Linked DNA regions of Sus scrofa: regions 1 and 2 are each linked to region 3. Evidence: chromatin contacts called from public targeted proximity ligation data. All regions are on one chromosome and are shown on one strand. The core of a region is the stretch at or near the end of the contact, and the rest is flanking DNA. Distances in the headings are between cores, read along the strand shown. Region 1 overlaps ETV6 (transcription factor ETV6). Region 2 has its middle 59 kb from the start of BCL2L14. Region 3 overlaps ETV6 (transcription factor ETV6).

Region 1 (3,400 bases), core at 404-2,903, 72 kb before region 3:
ACCATCCACCTTCTGCCTGGACACTTCTAAGGGTGAGACCTCAGTGTCTCACAGGCAGTCTTGCCATTTTGAAACAACACCAATCGTTAGAAAGTTCTTCGAACTCTTAGATGCATGACATTTATTAAAACAAAGCCTCATGCCACCACCATAGCAGTGATACAGCAAATAATTGGTCCTCTGTGTTTTTTTGTTCTCCAGCTCTTATCTCCCAGGTATTGTTTATAACAGGATCTCAACCTCAACTAGTCTTTCTGCTTTTACCTCATGCTCTTCTGGTATCTAGATTATGGGACTCATTTAGAATCTAACTAAAAATGAGAAATCCTCTGTTTCCATAAATATAGCCCTTGGCAGTCAATAGGAAAGGGAAAGACAATTTCGCAAAGCCTGGTAATCATTCCAAGAAGTAGTGTCTTTTGGAACATTTTCTGGTGACCCTGCCACTGGGGTCATCTGCTTTTCTGTCCATTTTTCACAGTTTCCAGAAAAGACTTTCTGCCTTTGGAAAACCTCTTGGTCCTTCCTTCAGTGCCTGGATTTCTACCCTTGAACATGGATTTTTGTTTTAAAAAGCCCAGAGACCAGGGAGATGGCTCATTAAGCTCTGGGTGGTCATTTCACTCGAACATTAATCATTTTTAGATCTCTTCCTGGAAGCGTATTTTAATGGATGGGGGGATGAGGGGTGAGAGGAAACAGGGATGTGTAGATCACGACACAAGTTTCGGGGAGAGGGAGAGAAGGGAAGAAAGAAGAAAAGAAAGGCAACTTTTCTGAGTCCTGCTGGGGACCCAGCACTTTCACACATGTAATTTTCACAGCAATCCGTGTGAGTTGAGATCCACTTTTTACAGATTAGGAAATGAAGACAGGAAATGAAGTGTCCTGCTGGGGTCATATGCTAGCTAGTCTGGGCCAGGGCTGGGACTTAAAACCAGAGCTGCCTGACCCAAAGCCTGCACTGCTTCTCATTCCACCATATCCTGTCATTGAAGGGAAAAGGGCAAAGAACTGGGGAGCCAAGGTGGAATTTGCCTGCTTCAGAATTGTGCATAAGGCTCCCCCTGTCTGAAAGCATCCCTTTGAAATCAGATGCACGCACGTGGCAGTAGCAGTGTCCTAATGCTGACGAATTCTAAGCCTTGGCTTTACCGAAAGTTTATGTAACACTCTAAAATGTTTTATGTGGAATGAGGTATTTGTTCATCAGGAACCTTTCTCTGCTTGCTCAGAATACTTTTTATCCTTCCCTTATCCATTTTTATTAGCCATTTCCCCCTTTTGGGAAATGTCTTCACACTCCTCATGGGAATCTTGCCTTCTTACCAGAAGGCTGGGGAGCATAAGCTCTCAGGTCCCTTCCACCACTAGTCCTTGCAATATTTGGGCTGGGTGCTGTTAGGCTAAATCACAGGAAGCAGACTGCCTTTTTTGTGCACAGGCCCCTTGAGGGAGGTTACATTCTCGGGTACCCCCCCCCCCCGCATTAGTCACTGCCAGCGGTATGGCAGACCTCCTTAGAGCCACTCCTCTCACCAACACACCTTCCCTCAAATGCATTTAAGGCTTGTTTGGGATTATTTCCTGCCTCTCAGTCCAGCACTTTGGGGAGAGGACTGGGGGTGCACTGTCCCTGGTGGCTTTCCTCATGGCCCCAGCATGGGCCACCGTCAGCCAGTGGGAGGGTTTCTTGTGAGAGGCAGGTCTGTCCTACCCACCTTGGTATTCTTTCAGAGCAGCCACAAAACCACGCTTTCTCTATTAAGTACACATTCCTGAGACTGTAACAAAAGGCTGAGAGCAGCAGGGGAGCGTACTGCTCCAAGGGCTGAAGATTTAAAGGGTTTCATTTCTTCCTTGCTGGAGACTGTATTGTTTGAATGCAGTTTGGAAGCCGCTTCTCCACCACAAGGGGAAATAGAAACCTGCCCTAAAGCTGCACAGGGACCCCGACTGGTCTTTATCCTCATAGCTTAGTGATTTCCTGCTACATGATTGAGCGGCAGGGCGCCCTGACATCCATGAGGCCCCAGGAAGCCCTGTATGAATGTCCTCCCTTTGCTGAGTGGCTGCTCAGCCAGGCCAGTTCCCTTCAGCCAGAGCCCTGAGCCACAGCTAAGCTGCCCTCCCAGGATGGGGGTGGGAGAGCCTCATTGTTTTAGAAGAGATACAGGAAATCAGAGATTTCCATCCTCCCCAGTTGGGGAGAATTGAATTCTACAGAGAAAGTAGCCAGCTTTGAACAGAAAGCCCCCTCCCCTCACCCTTCCCCTCCGCAGCCCATCCCCCAGGGCACCCCATCTTACTGAACTGCACTTGGGGGAAACCTGCTTGCCTGCGTGATGGGATGGGCACCGTGACCGTGGGCTTGGCTGTGCTGCCAAGCTCTTGCTTTTTCAGTAGCAGAGTTAATGTGGCCATGACTCAGAATGATGGGACCCCAGATGCTAAGGAAGTGAACTAACTCCTTTTCAGCTCACAGTGGACTCATAGTCGACAGAATAGGTTTCATGTTCTAATGAAACCGCGCAGAAACTCTGTCCTTGGTGGCCGAGTAGCATGTGGGGTGACTCTCCCTCCCTCCCTCTCTCCTGCACTGCCTCCTCTCTTTTTCTTCAAGCCAGAGCCGAGAACTCTTTTCCAGCCCAAATTCCTTTAAGCAAAGGGTCCTTCCACACGTGACCTTGAATAGATTTCTTCTCGTGATATGCCTATCCTGAGCTGCATTCTGTTCCTTGGATCTAGGAAAGGCTGGAGAAATCTTCCACTCCATTTAAGGAGAGCCTGTATGGGTAGTGGATAGGACCTCAGGCACAGAATAAAGAACAGCTTACAATTATATAGCACTTTTCCTTCCAGGGAGTACCAAGCACTTCCTTGTAAATCCTGCCCTATTCTCGCAGAGCATGAGTTACTTCCTAGAAATGATTTAGGCTCTTTTGGAAAATGCATTGATTCTTTTAACCATCATGAACCCTGTTACAGTAAAACCTCTATTATCTGATCTTCTGTGAATTTGTAAAGCTATTATTAACTGGCACATTGCATATTTCACCAGTGCAATGACAGCTGATGTTTATGATAGTGACCCTGAACTTAAGATCTGAATTTTACCCACTCAGGAATCAAAGGAAGATTAAATTGTATTCAGGAGAGTTTGTCGTGTCTATTTTATTGTATTCAAATCTTTCTGAAGGGAGTCCAAGTGTATGTCCACTGTAACTTCCCCGAGTGGTGCCTATTTAAAATACTTTCTCTTTTCCAGGCATTGTAAACCAAACTCTGTTTTTGTTTTTTTTGTTTCTTTTTTTTTTTTTTAAGGATTCTAATATTTTGGGTCCAAACTACAGATGATTACATCTCAAATCCGACCGGGAAACAAAATTTCTTCTTCGGG
Region 2 (3,654 bases), core at 974-3,473, 120 kb after region 3:
GTGAAAGCACTGCAGAGAAGGCATGGAGAAGACATGGGTCCTGGAGAAGAAGCTTCCCCCTGGGGAGGACCAGAGACTCCCCCCCCCCCCCGCCAAGTGAGCCCGAGTGGTAATCAGTCTCTTCCGTCTCTTTGCTCTGGTACAAAGTCACACAGATGGGTTGTGGGGAGGCTCCTGGGGCTGTAACACTCACGTGCAAGTCTGTCCTATTAGGAAGGCTTTTTGAGGCCAAACGGCAACTTATTTCTCTGCACGGAGGGGTGTGTCAGCTTGGAGGGATAGATTTTCTTTTCTGGTTTTTTTCTTTTTTTTTTTTTTTTTTTTTTTTTGTCTTTTTAGGGCCATACCCATGGCATATGGAAGTTCCCAGGCTAGGGGCCAAAACAGAGCTGCAGCTGCCAGCCTACACCACAGCCACAGCCACAGCCACGCCAGATCCAAGCCACATCTGCAACCTACACCATAGCTCACAGCAACGCCAGATCCTTAACCCACTGGTTAAGGGCCAGGGATCAAACCCGAGCCCTCATGGATACTGGTCAGGTTCTTATCCACTGAGCCACAACGGAATGCCAAGGAAGAATAAATTTTCTTCTCAGAGCTCTTTCGATGTCCTTACTCTGCAGAGCAAGTACACAGATGGGTGAACTGAAGTGCCAAGAGGCTGTGAGCAGCCCTCACCTCTGTCCTCCCCAGACAATGAAGAGCAGAAAAGAGGGGACTCGCCAAGCCATCAGCTTCATAGAGGGGACACAGAACCCAACTTCCCTGCCTTCCAGGGCAGGGCTTGCCCACTGCGCCATCCTGCCAGCTGTGATGATGGAGACATATCCGAAGGGCAGGAATCTTCGCAGGAAGATGGCAGAGAGCAGGAGGACGAGGGGGAATTTGCACCTGAGTGACTCCTCACAAAATCAGGATCATCTGAGTTCCTGCTAAGCAAAGGGCGGCACCCAGAGATTTTATCAGAGACCCTGGGGCCCTAGTTAATATGGGAAGATACCCATCTTTGCCAACAAGGCACTGACTGACCTTCCTCACCCCCACTCTGGCAGGGTGCCCACTGTTAGGACCCTGGGGCTCCCAATTCTCTGCCCAGTGGGTGTGGCAGGGGTCAGGCTTGCTAGTAGATGACCAGAGGGCAGGATGGCTTTGGCAACCACACACCTGGGTTCAACTCCTGCCTGGCTATGGTGCCAACCAGCTCTAGACTCTGAGCAAGTAAAGATCATGCATCTGGACTATTTACCACTCAACAATCTCAGTGTTTATTACTGTTGTTGGTGGTGTTATTTTTGTTCTTACAAGGAATCCACTTTGCAGCTGCACTGAAAACCCCTCATCCAAAAAAGGCAACAACAACAACAACAACAACAAAGCGATGGAGAAGAACCCAGTGACCCAGGGAAACTGCAAGCGAAACCAAATGCACTGTCTTGCTGTGGTTTGTGGTGTTCGACGCTCTTGCTTCGCGGATTGTCTGCGAGGAGGCGATGACCCCGTGCAGACCATCCTCCGCTTAGCAGTGGACGGGGCTCCATTCAAAGCCTCACTCCGACCGGGTGGCCCCGGGCTCCGCCAGCCCAGGCTGATGCTGTGGTTGTGGCGCCTGGGACCGAGGGCATCCACACTCACTTCCTGCCTGCCTGTCCCCACACGCAACGGCTCCTGCAAAAGGGGAACCCAGGGCCGCTCAACAGCTGACAACAGTTGGGCTCCCCTTCTGCGCAGCAAGGCCCTGAACGTTCTGCCGCCTTTCCTCTTCACAGTCAGCATGGAGCAGCCCAAGGGGGATGTGAGCCAACACCCAGAGCAACTGGGAAAAGAGCCGGCGCGCCTTTAAGATGAAGGTGGTGGGCAGCCATCCATCTTCCCTAAACACAGACTTGCCTTGTTCTTCCATTTCTGGCTGAGTGATAAAAACGTTAAATGTCATTTCCTGTATCAGTGGTTAACCACTAGATGCTGGATCAGAGATTTACCAGAAGTGCTGAAGTTAAGGAAAAAAAAAAAAAAAAAAAAAAAACTGCTGTTTTCAATAACCCTTTCTTGCACCCTGTGGGAACTATTTAACCTTTCCTGGGGGAAGGGGGCATGAAGGGGTTGCTGGATTTGGGCCTGAGCAATAACTTTTGGATTAGATTTGCCAAAGACTTCCTTGGGCTTCATACAGGAAGTGAACCGAGGCTTGATTTCACCACCCTGCACCCTCCCCCCAGGGGGTGAGCCGGGAGTGCGGGGAAAGTGGGAGAAATCCTCCACGTGCCCTCTGTGCCCACACCCCCCCTCAGGATACCCGAGGTCATTTGTTTTACACCCCATGTTTTCATGAAGGACTGTGGCTCCGGCTCTTTTGATTCCCCCAGCTTCCTGCAGCATCAGCCGGTGACAGGGAAGCAGCCTGGGAAGAGCAGCGCTCCCAGGAAACTTCGGCACGTGATGGGCTGTGGCCTCTGGGAGGGAGAGCCCAGCTTGACCTGGGGTTGCGAGTTCCTGGATTTCCCCATCAGCTTCTCCATTCAATGAATCCTGGGAGGCCCGGCTCCGTCCCACAAGGAGATGGCTGGATGACTGCAGCTTTGCTTGAAGCACCTCTATCTGCTGGGCACTTTCTGCCCTGGGGTGACCTCCATGGGGACAACACACAAAGCCACACTGGGCTCTGCCTTGTGCCCTCCACCCCTCCCCAGGCCTTAGGCGCCCCTCTCAGTCTGGGCAGAGAGGACAAGAGCTATGCTTTGTTGCAGCAAATGCATTTCCTACCCAGGACCATCTAGAATGTTCTGTGCACACATCAAACCGTCCCAGCACTTCACGGACATCTGGGGTGACCAACAGCCCAAGTCTGCCTGGGACTAAAAGGATACACAGGAGGCAGGACTTTCGTTATGAAAACTAGGAAAGTCCCCAGCAAACCAGAATGAGTTGGACACCCGAAGAGACCAGTGTGTGACAGGCAAATAGATGTTCCGCTTCAAAGCTGAAGCTAAACAAGTAGAAAGGATCCAGCCGGGTCAACTCAAAGAGGGGTGTCATCAGAGAATTCTACCCAACATTCTGTGATAACCCATGTGGGAAAAGACTCTGTAAGAGAATAGATGTGTGTTTGTGTATAAGTGAATCAATCCCTTTGTAGCACAACAGAAATGACCACAACCTTGTCAATCAACGATACGTCAATAAAACTTGAAAAAAAAAATGAAGGAAAGGAGTTCCCGTCGTGGCTCAGCGGAAATGAACCTGACTAGGAACCATGAGGTTGCAGGTTCGCTCCCTGGCCTTGCTCAGTGGGTTAAAGGATCCAGCATTGCCATGAGTTGTGGTGTAGGTTGCAGACATGGCTCAGATCTGGCGTTGCTGTGGCTCTGGTGTAGGCCGGCAGCAACAGCTCTGATTAGACCCCTAGCCTGGGAACCTCCATATGCCATAGGTGCAGCCCTGGACAGACCAAAAAAAAAAAAAAAAAAAAAAAAAAAAAAAAAGGAGGGATGTCACAGTGTACAAGTTCCTCAGGGAAAATGACATCATCACGGCTCCCCCACCGCCTCCAGAACATCCTAGAAGGCGTGCTCTCCTAATTCAGCAGTTATCAGTGGAAATCTGAAATCAAAGGCAGAATTGGAAGGGAAAAGACTCCGGGGGGGGGGGGGGGGA
Region 3 (3,469 bases), core at 140-2,639:
ATTTGGCCCTTGTGCCAGGTGCCAGTTAACTCAGCACATCCCCGCCTGATAGGGCTCGTTAGGAGGAACCATCACTCCCTCCCGTGGCCTGGCCCTGCCGCCCACGCCAGCATTAAGAACTGGGTACCAGGGATGCCCTGCAGGACTCTGTGACCCACAGGGGCTTTGGAAGTATCGCTTCTGTTCTGCTCCGTTAGAAAGCCCTGTGGCTGCCAAAGCCCCATTCTACATGGAAAATACTTATCCTGACTTGAAAACATCTCCTTTAAAAGCAAACAGTGCAAGAAGTCTGACTGCCCCAGAATTTTCCACATAGAGGGGAGGGAATCAAATTTAAAGATATCGTTGGAGTTCCCGTTGTGGTTCAACAGGTTAAGAACCCATCTAGTAAGTGTCCATGAGGATGTGGGTTCAATCCCTGGCCTTGGTCAGTGGGTTAAGGATCCAGCATTGCCTCAAGGTGCAGCATAGGCTGTGGATGCGGCTCAAATCCAGCATTACTGTGGCTATGGCTGCAGCCTACGGCTCCAATTCGACCCCTAGCCTGGGAACTTCCATATGCCACAGGTGCAGCCCTAAAAAGACAACGTATATATATATAGTCTTTTGTAAGTTATGAAAACTGTGAATGTGTATAGGTATAAAGTGTAAAACAACCTAAACATCCACTGATGAACGAATGGGTCTAGAAACCATGCTATATCCATGCAATGGAATAGTATTCAGCCTTAAAAAAGGCGATTCTGCAGCATAGCGTCCTCAAGGTCCAGCCATGTCAAGTGAAATAAGCCAGTCACAGGAAGCAACTCTCCTGGGGAGAGGCAGAAAAGCAGCATTACTAATCAATCATTAAACAAGATGAGTTAAGTTCTAGAAATCCGATGTTCAACACTACCTATGGTTAACGCTGCTGTATTATGCACCTAAAAATTTGTTAAGACGGTAGATCTCATGTTCAGTGTTCTTACCACAATAAAATAAAATAGAGCAAAGTGGTCCCCTGCCAAAAAACATTTTTAATAGATAAATCTGTATTGCGACTTTTTTTTTTAAGTGAGGAGTTCCCTGGTGGCACAGTGGGTTAAGGACCTGGCATTGTCACTGCAGCAGCTCAGGTCACTGCTGTGGCCCAGGTTCAATCCCTGACCTGGGAACTTCCCCCTGCTGAGTAACCAAGACCCAAGCCTACCCACAGACAGATAGATGTGAGGCCAAGTTGGCCAGGCACCCTGAAGTCTCACCTCCAGATGGGGAGGGCACAGAGAGGGTACAGCCCAGCTCTGCCCTGGCTGCAGCCTCCATGGTCCGCAGCCCATGCTCTTGCCCCACTGAGGAGGACCTACCAGAGGCTATGACCAAATATGGCCAGGTCCCACTGACACGCTCCATCGCGTGAGTCACTGAGAAAAATCGCTCTGCAACAACTCCCACAGTGTGCCCTGGCCCCGGGGCCTGGAGCCACTGGATTCTTGCTTCCACAACAGAAATTTAAACCAAAAAAAAAAATCTCTTCCTTAAAAATGACAAGCCAGAAACACAAGTTGGACAAAGGTCATGTTTAAAAAAAGGAAAAAAAAAAAGAAATTCTCTGCAGGTCAGAAGGTGAAGGATGCCCCCCAGAATGGGGAGGGAGGGGTGGTCTGCAGGAAATTCCTCAGGCACAGCAGAGCGCAGTCCTGGGAGAGGAAGTCCAGAGGCCACCGTGGGTGTGCTTTGTTAGCGGGAGCTCCAGCCTCCTGACCAAGGCTGAGTCACCTCGGGAGAAACCTGGGCCTTGGCGTCGGTGAAAACGCAGCACAGTGGGCCTGGAAGGGAGCAGGTTAGCAGGGAGCTTTCCCCACTGGCAGGGCCCCAGGAGCAGCTGAAGAGCTGCATTTTAATAGCTCCTCCAGCACCTTTTCTGAGGTTCATTTCATTGTGTCTTTGTGCTTTTTTTTTTCTCTCTCTCTTCCTCCTTTGAACAAACAGAACAGAACAAACATGACCTATGAGAAAATGTCCAGAGCCCTGCGCCACTACTACAAACTAAACATTATCAGGAAGGAGCCAGGACAAAGGCTTTTGTTCAGGTAGCACTTCCTTTTTCTGCTTTCCTTCTTTGGGGAGGATATTGTTTTCTTCAAATAAGAGGGAGGAGGGAGATGGTTCAGATTGCTACCTGCCTATCTGATCCTCAGCACCATTGCTGCTACACACTGGATACCAGATGCTGGTTTGTTACACTGAAAAAAAAAAAATTAACTTATATCCATCCCAAAGACAAAACTACGAATAAACACACCTTTAAAATAAAGCAATGCTCAGATTGTATTATCTGGCCTTTATATCCACTGTTAAAGGGAACAATCAGTAACGAACAGCAAAGCAAGGACCCAACTCCCTTGAGACTTGGAAAATGAAAGCGAGGCAGGAGCATTATTATTATATTATTATCATGCTTCCCTGACACTGTAGGCTGATGTCTAGACTGCATGATTGACTCCTAGATGAATTCAACAATCTCTACCTCTGGTCCGCTCTCCTGCCTCCTGCATTCATGATACACACTGCCAGCTGCCCTGCACCGCCAGGGACTTGAGACAGACCTGGGCATATATGTATATTGCTTTAACATTTGCTTTTTTAACACATACATGCCCAGGTCGGTCTCAAGTCTACTGCCCTTTACGAGGCAGTTCAAAAGTCTGAAAGCTATTGCATTAGACGCTCCTCTTTCCAAAATCCCGCACAGCTAATGAGTTCCGACAGGTTAACCTACCTCATAGATTGTGATTCCAAGTTCTGTGCCAGAGAGGAGAAACAATAAAAGAGGAAGGAGAAGGGAGCTAAAGGACCAATCAGAAGAGGGGGACGTAGCCCTCTGACCCTGGTGTGATTGACGTGGTGAGACCACATGAAGCTCGGGAGAAGGTGGGGTCACAAGCACAACCATAGGTTCTGGGTGTTGGCAGGTGGGACAGAAGAGAGTCACGGAGGGGGCTAGAGATGTGGGTTTGGGTAGAAGATGACAGGATGACACTGAGGAGCTTACTGGGCTAAGTGCAGTGAACCTGGGCTTTAGCACTGCGAAGGCATGATAACTTAGGAGCAGTAAGAACAGTCGAAAAAAGGCTTGTCAAGAAGTTCCCATCAAACAAGGCTTGTCAAGGAGTTCCCATCGTGGCACAGTGGAAACAAATCCCACTAGGAACCATGAGGTTGTGGGTTTGATCCCTGGCCTCGCTCAGTGGGTTAAGGATCCGGCGTTGCCCTGAGCTGTGGTGTAGGTAGCAGACATGGCTCGGATCCCGCATTGCTGCAGCTCTGATTAGACCCATAGCCTGGGAACCTCCATATGCCACAGGGGCAGCCTTAAGAAGACAGAAGACAAAAGACAAAGGAAAAAAAAAAAAAAGGCTTGTCAAGAGATGGAAAGAGAATGAAGTGAAATTTGAAAAGGACCCACCTTTCTCTGGCTTTGTTGCTGCCT

What was found.
Region 1: a targeted proximity ligation map of alveolar macrophages shows a contact between it and region 3. A contact is called at or near these places in 1 of 5 promoter capture datasets (liver), 2 of 47 Hi-C or Micro-C datasets (alveolar macrophages and liver) and 1 of 2 datasets of targeted methods (alveolar macrophages).
Region 2: a targeted proximity ligation map of alveolar macrophages shows a contact between it and region 3. A contact is called at or near these places in 2 of 47 Hi-C or Micro-C datasets (epiblast stem cells and fetal heart ventricle) and 1 of 2 datasets of targeted methods (alveolar macrophages).

Annotation. Positions count from the first base shown.
Region 1 is chr5:60,602,879-60,606,278 of Sscrofa11.1, reverse strand. All of the region lies in intron 2 of ETV6 (transcription factor ETV6), which reads left to right. Among named protein-coding and RNA genes, the nearest start is that of ETV6, 170 kb to the left of the region's middle.
Region 2 is chr5:60,414,645-60,418,298 of Sscrofa11.1, reverse strand. No RefSeq gene overlaps it. Among named protein-coding and RNA genes, the nearest start is that of BCL2L14, 59 kb to the right of the region's middle.
Region 3 is chr5:60,530,416-60,533,884 of Sscrofa11.1, reverse strand. ETV6 (transcription factor ETV6) reads left to right here. Exons shown (of 8, transcript XM_005652587.3): 7 at 1,969-2,069. Among named protein-coding and RNA genes, the nearest start is that of BCL2L14, 170 kb to the right of the region's middle.